2 separate regions of the Callithrix jacchus genome follow, and region 1 is linked to region 2. Evidence: chromatin contacts called from public Hi-C data. All regions are on one chromosome and are shown on one strand. Each heading gives the region's core, a stretch centred on a gene start, on an enhancer-like site or on the middle of the called end of the contact. The rest is flanking DNA. Distances are from core to core; before and after follow the strand shown. Region 1 has its middle 31 kb from the start of MYH2. Region 2 holds the start of LOC100394720 (myosin-4).

What was found. Hi-C and Micro-C count contacts between places; a contact is called where the count stands out from the background.
Region 1: a Hi-C map of skeletal muscle shows a contact between it and region 2, with 4 times the contacts expected there. The contact joins the enhancer-like site here to the promoter of LOC100394720 in region 2. A contact is called at or near these places in 2 of 3 Hi-C or Micro-C datasets (both in skeletal muscle).

What each region holds. Positions count from the first base shown.
Region 1 is chr5:77,024,934-77,028,475 of calJac240_pri, reverse strand. No RefSeq gene overlaps it. Among named protein-coding and RNA genes, the nearest start is that of MYH2, 31 kb to the right of the region's middle. Within about 2 kb of position 1,710, at least 1 of the 16 cell types and tissues checked has an H3K27ac peak or open chromatin away from gene starts, as enhancers often do. A contact at or near this core is called in skeletal muscle, where this site is marked.
Region 2 is chr5:76,913,919-76,917,857 of calJac240_pri, reverse strand. It overlaps LOC100394720 (myosin-4), which reads left to right and starts at 2,250. Exons shown (of 40, transcript XM_002747910.6): 1 at 2,250-2,276; 2 at 2,480-2,528.

The DNA of each region.
Region 1 (3,542 bases), core at 461-2,960, 110 kb before region 2:
GACTTGAGATTAAGCCTTCTCACTACTATCCAAAATCAACTACTCCTCAAAGGCAGGGTGGTGTAAAATATTCATACCCACCACTGTCATAACTAAGAAAGACCAAGGATCCACTTATGAAATGCCTTGGGAATTACACAGTGCTGTTTGGGCACTTATAGTAGGCATCTTTAAACTCATTTTAAAAACGTATTCATTATTCCTTTCTTTACTTAGGTACCTAAGTATCTACCTGTGCTAGATACTGTTTTAAATGCTAGAGGGGGAAAAAGATAAAAATATAGGCCCTCGTGGGGATAAGAACACATATACATGAACATATATAGCTCTATTTTAAACTTTTAAATATTGAATATTAGTTCATTGCATGGGTATAGGTAAGTTTTCAGTCTCCCATTGATGGGTATACAAGAGTTTTTCACTGTTTTATCTTATTATAAACATCACTACAATAAATCTTGTGTTTATATATTGCACCTATGCAACTAAATTTACAAGCTAAATTTCTAGAAGTAGAACTCTTGCCCAAATGATTTCTGCATTTTCAGTCTTCATAGATATTTCCAAGATGTCTTCTTAAAGATATTGCCTCAGTCTGTACCTCCACCAAAATGATCAGAGAACCCCTTGCCACAGGCATTTTTAAAAGGTGAGGAATGGGCCACAGAGGACTAGAGCTGTACCAGGGCAGGAAGATAATCTAATCCAACCCCCTTAGCAAATGAAAATCCTATTTCTGGGGGAGCAATCACCCTGTTTACTTCATGGTTGCTATGTGACAAATGTGTCCCCAGCTCAAATTTACAAGTTCCAGATGAAGGTGGCTTGTCTTTCAACACAAGCCATCTTTCACCAGGCTGATCATTAGCCTCCCGAGGGCAATATTCTACTTAGCACTCTGTGCTCAGGACGTGCCTCGGTAGGAGAAGGAACACTGTAAAGTCCCAGAAGAATACATAATATATTTTTTTCTTCTTTCTTTCTAAAGAAGAAAGAATACATAATATTTTCTTTCATTGTTAGCAGATACTTTTCATTTCTTAAACTGAGGTATTTCTTCTCCATCCAAACCTACTTCATTCTTTCAGGAAGGTAACATTGGAGCCATTTCACTTGGGATATTTAAAATCTTTGCCCAAGACCCTTATCTCTGGATGAATTGATAAAGAGTAAATCTTCACAAGGCATGTTTATAATTATTACCAGTTGACAGCAAAATACACATTATCAATATCTTAAGTATTACTGGAACACTTGACAAATGAAAATATCCCTTTAAGCTGATCAAACAAATGGACTCACTTTGGTTTGATGCAGGACCATTCCTTCAGTTCTCTGACTTAGACTTAAGTGGATGAGACAGAATTCCTTAATTTTTCTTAGGAGAGTAAATGTTTATTCACAAGCCAGGAAACCAAGCTCTTTCAGTAAACTGACAGATGATGCTCTGTATCCAGTTACCTTTCGAGACATGCTAGCTCTCCAAGTGAGCTATCTGATGGCCAGGACTCTATAGACAGGGAGGACACTGGTGGGTTTACAGGAAACTAACTTCTCTGTTCTTTTCTCCCTTTTCTATCTACCCTACTGCTCTTGGCATTACCTTCCTTCCATCCCTGGATATGATAGTATCATAAGGTCCTCTCTCACTGCAAGAGCCACTTCTCATCTTATTTCACTGGAATTTCCTCCTGCCTGCCTCCTCTTCCTTCACATTTCACTCTCCAAGCCTTCCAGGCCATCACCAGTGTCCTCACGTCTAAACTCTGCACTGGTCCTCTCTTGCCACTGGCCTCCTCTAGCTTCTCCAGCCTGCAGCCTTAACTCCTCCCTCTATAATTTACTTGGCCTCCAATCACCATTCACTCTCATGGTTTTCCATGAACAGAAGCACATTTATGTAACTTCTCTTGTCTTGGACATGGCAGATATCTTACCATTCTGAACCGTCAAATGACTGCCTTTCTATTTCATAGACTATAGGTATAATCCCACCTTTACTGTGGGTACAAACTTCTCCTTGAAATACTAGATTTCCACTAGTGCTTTTTGACAGACAGTGTGAAAGTGTCAAGGACCATCTGTTACATTTCAATTACCCTGAATGGACATTTAAATGAAGGCAAAAGGTAATAAATCTAAAGTGTTGAAAATAAGCCACATTTGAAAGGGGAAAAATAAATTGTCTTGGGAAGTATAAATTGTACCTGCAATAATCACAGCGCAAGCAGAGAGTTACTCAAAAGAGGACATTCACAAATGCGTAGCCACTATGAAAAACAGTATGAAGATTTCTCAAAAAATTAAAAAGAGAACTATTAAATGAGCTAGCAATCCCACTTCTGGATATTTACCCAAAATAACTGAAATCAAGATCTCAAAGAGATTGTACTCCAGAGTTCACCACAGCATTATTCATAATAACAAAGAGATGGAAACAACCTAAATGTCCATTGGCAAGTGAATGGACAAAGAAAAATGTGGTAAATACATAAAATGGAATATTATTCAGCCTTAAAGAAGAAAATACAGTCATAGATAACAACATGGATAAACCTGGAGGACATTATGCTAAGTGAAATAAGCCAGACACAGAAGGACTAATACTGCATGATCTCACTGATATTTAGAATCTAAATTAGACAAACACATAGAAGCAGAGAGCAGAACAGTGGCTGCCAGGGGCTAAAGGGAAGGGGAAATGGGGAGCTGCTGTTCAATGGGTATAAAGATTTAGTTATGCAAAATGAGTAAGTTCTAGAGAGCTGCTGTACCACAGAATGCCTATAGTTAACAATACTGTATTTTACACTTAAAAATTTAAGAGGGTAGGCCGAGTGCCGTGGCTCACATCTGTAATCCCAGCACTTTGGTTGGCTGAGGTGGGCAGATCATTTGAGGTCAGGAGTTCCAAACCAGCCTGACCAGTATGGTGAAACCCTGTCTCTACTAAAAATGCAAAATAAAAAATTAGCTGAGCGTGGTGTTGTGCACCTATAATCCTAGCTACTTAGGAGGCTGGAACGTGAGAATTGATGGAACCTGGGAGGTGGAGGTTGTGGTGAGCTGAGATCATGCCACTACACTCCAGCCTGGGTAACAGAGTAAGACTTTGTCTAAAAAAAAAAAAGAAAAAATAATTAAGAGGGCAGATTTTGTGTTAATTGCTCTTACCATAGTTTTGTTTTGTTTTTTTAAGTTGACATTCACCAGACTTTTTTGACTACTGGTGATATTCAGCCAAACAAACGTCAAAGTCGGCTGTACTTCTGATAAATATGTGTGGGCTGAATTGATGGTGTGCAGTTATGACTGAATGCACACACAGAGCAACACCTGGCCTGGTCCCAGGAGCCAACGTATGGTTGGAGAAAAGGGACCAGGGAAGTGTTGAATCACCTGGGATCAGGCAAGCCAATGGCAACTACTCTCCCAGTGCTCAGTTCCAGCAGAGGCCAAACAGGCAAGCAAGTCAGGGAAATTGGAGGAGAGTCCCCTCCACCTCAGCCTGGCCATCTGGTCCCCTGGCTTGATAAACAACT
Region 2 (3,939 bases), core at 1,001-3,500:
AATTTATAATATAGTAATAATTATTACTATAACATAAATATATTACATACGATAAAGTATGTATAATCTCCCATATGTAATATAAAAATAATTTCTGAAACATATGTTTCAGAACATATTACATATGGGAGATTATATATATTATTATATTACATATGGGAGATTATATATCTGAAACATATGTTTCAGAATATATAAACATATTGTTAAAACATATGTTTCAGAAATTATTATATTATATTACATATGGGAGATTATATATACTTTATTATATGTAATCTTATTTATATATTTATATATATGTGATGTATATATGACATATATATCATGTATATATAATTTAATTCATACAATCCTGTAAGGTGAAAGCAGTATTTGATTTTTTTATTTATGTTTTAATAGATAAGGCAATGCAAGGTGAAAGAAGCTTATAATATTTCCTGATCTGAAGAAAACAGTGAGCAGCTTTTACACACACTGCTTAAATACAGCTGCCAAAATAACTCTTCTAATTTAGATTGAAGCCATTCTTCCCACTCATATCTAATCAGAAAGAACTACACAAATACAAAAAGACTTCGTGTTACTCTCCTGTGTTTTCTTTGCAATCCTTTAAGAAGCAAGTCTAAGGGAAATGTGTACTGCCTCATTCAGTGCTGCTTCTCTTCTCTCCTTGTCTAAGATCTGCAAGGTCCTCTGATCCACTCCTGGTGGCCCACGGTAGGCGTGCCAATAGAGTATCATGCTCCTGTTTCAGAGGTTTCAAGATCTCAGAAATCAGTCTATCTGTAATTGATCAGAGTTCTAACTTTTATGTTAAGAGTCCTCACTATCTATAGTCCTATAACTCACCCTACGTATCTTGGACTCACATTCATAATTTCTTCTTTTATCTTTCAATTTCAAATACAGTAAATATGTTTAATACATACTGATTATGTCTGCAAGTCAGATGTTAAGTTCCAAAAGAAGTAAAAATAAATGATCTGAGAGAAAAATTAGAATAAGTTTCCTTCTGGCTTAGAGCCTAAAACTTTGGGTAAGTCGCTAGACTTCTGTGAGTTATTTTCACAGAGATATTTTTCTTAAATCCTGACCACCTATTTGATAGAATTTTATAAAAATAAATTTCAAAAGTATAAAAGATTCAATCTGTCAATGTGTTAAAGATAAATTCTAAGTCAACAGAAAGCAGTGATCTCATTAATCAGTAATTTAAGCCAGCAGATGACAGTCAAAAACATCTCACCAGATCTCAGTTAGGGTCACACTTAGAGTAGGTATATTTCCTGCCTTATTCAGCAACAGCTGTGTATGTAGCAAAACCACCAATGGCCAATTTATGAATATTATGGACATATGTGATGGCCCACCCATCTTTTCAGTCTACAGGGAGAATACTGTGGATATCATGACTTTCCTCCCACCTTAAATAAAAATATGCAGTACCCACCTCATTAGAGCTATAGCTAGTCATGAGAGTCTGCCCATGAACTAGGAATGCATGTTTGTTTCTCCTTCCATTATGCAGTGGAAATATGCATGGAACATCACACAGCATCCTGTTGTTCCATCAGTGAAAACATACAAGCTGGAGATATCCATGGAAAGTCCACCAGAAAAAGAACAGAAGTGTTTATATCTATTCTAAATCCCTTATGCCTCCCCCAGTGGTCCATCAGCACTGCCTAATCTGAGAATTCACTTTCACCTTCATATTTAGACTTTCAGACTTCAAAAGAATCTATCACCGGTCTTTCTAAAATCCAGACTGTGGCTAGGAATTTTGTCTTAATATCCATGACTCACTGCTTCCAATCATAGTGTCAGATTTAAATTCATTCCAGACTCCTTAATGGCTCTAAGACCCAACAAATTAATTAATCCGAAACTCCTCACGTCGGGCTCATTCTGTTGGACCAATTTTATAGGCAGAGGAGTAAGTGGGAATCTGGCTTTGAATTCTGTGACGAATGATGCAAAAGCCAAGCTGCAGAAGCAGCCTTAGAAGCTCTGAATCCCCATCCCCTATCAAATGCCTATAAAGAACCCTAGATCATCCTCTGTCAAATTATTTATAGGTGACAAGAAATATTTCTAATTATATCCATTCACAGCCACAGTCAGTGAATACTGTGCAAAGAGATTGCCAAAAACGGTTGTGCCAAGTAGGTTCCCGGCTAGGACAGCTGAGGTGGCTGCTGTGTTTGCAGAATGGTCTGTATAAAAGTGGAGCTGAGATGCCTCTGCCCCATCCTCCCTCAAAATTCTTCAAGGTATGTATATGTGGAAGAACACAGTTTTACATTCCTGCTGACAGTGATTTTTCATTTAAAGAAGATCTATTATTTCCCAAATTTTAATTTTTCTTTCCAACATTCTTAAGGATGACACTGTACACAATATAGTTATTAGTATTTTGTGATTAAATGGGGGGGGGGGAAGAATCCTGCATTCTCTTTATTCTTTCTTTCAACAGTAGTTGTCTGCTTTGAGCCTGCCACCTTCTTCATCTGATAGCACAAGAGGTAAGAATAATTTATTATTACACTCTAAAGAACAAAGGAATCTCTATATTGCTACATCTTAATAAGCTACCATTTTATTTCCTAGTTTAGTATTGGGAATAGGATATCAGGGCCAGCTGTTCTTTAAAAATGACTTCTCATAAAATTTTGGCTTTTCGGGCCACTTAAAACTTAATGAAACTTCTCTTTCACATGTTGTTAGAACTTCAGAAAGAATGCAACCATCATATGTAATATTTAATGTGAACTACCACTCCAACTTTACCCATAAGGATACATCGGAGAGACTGCATGATAAAAATCAAGATGTGTTTATCTGGAAGTCAATATTTCTAGGTGCCAACCCAGGCTTTTCACTGATTCTATTTGTCTGGATCAAGCCAGTTAGCCTTTATGTATCTCGAAATACAGCATGTTGCAGTGGAATTAACAACAAACCTGGATTTAGCGGAATAGGACTCATGTCCCAGCACCCCCACTTATCACCCATCTCTGTGATACTGAATGACCCTTAACCTTTCCAGGCCTTAGTTTCCTCATCAGTAAAATGAGGAGGCTGGATTTTATTGACTGCTAAGGTCTATCCAGCTCTTGCCAACTTTGATTGGAGTCAGTGGTTATCAAGGACTCCTGCACAGAATCAAAACATTTAATGGAACCCTGCTAACTGTGCATGTGGAGACATGTATTTCTGGTATTACATTAAGGGTATACATCATGAAAACCTATTCTACACTTAAGAATTATTTTAAATGAGTTTATATTTAATATAGCAGCTATATTCATTTAGAAAAGAACAGAAAACACTGTTCATGTAGAAATGTTGCTTCTTCAAACTTGAGGCAATGATCACTGTGTGGGTAGATTCAAGGACCCCCTGCAACAACCTGAGGCTCTGTGGGGGCTTGACCCACAAGTTGGGAAACAACTAATCCATAATAAGACAGGAGATAGGAAAGGTAGCAATCATCTTTCTGTGTTTCCTGGATACACTGCATTCTAATCTCCACATGGTAGTGTGTTGTTAATTCAAAGCTGCCTGGTGTAAAAACAAACACAGAAATAAAATATAATGTAATATAACAACATTTCTCCTTCAAAGAAAAAAAACCTGACATTAAATGTTCCAATATATATCCCCTGAAAATACATCTAAATTTCATAGTGTCATCAGGACACTTTTACAAATAAGGCTGATTTTGGAAATAGAGTGTGTGGTAAATTCCACAGCATTTTAAGTTAAGGGGAAGTTTAATGCTGATGATAAAAGGTCAAAATTCTTTCTGGAAAGGCTACAGAAGGTGGTGGCTATCACTGTTGCTGCCACCATCGTTGTCGTCATTATCATTGACAACCAAGACACTGCTTTCCACAACTATCCCCTCTTCTGTTCCACAGAGGTCACCTTCTT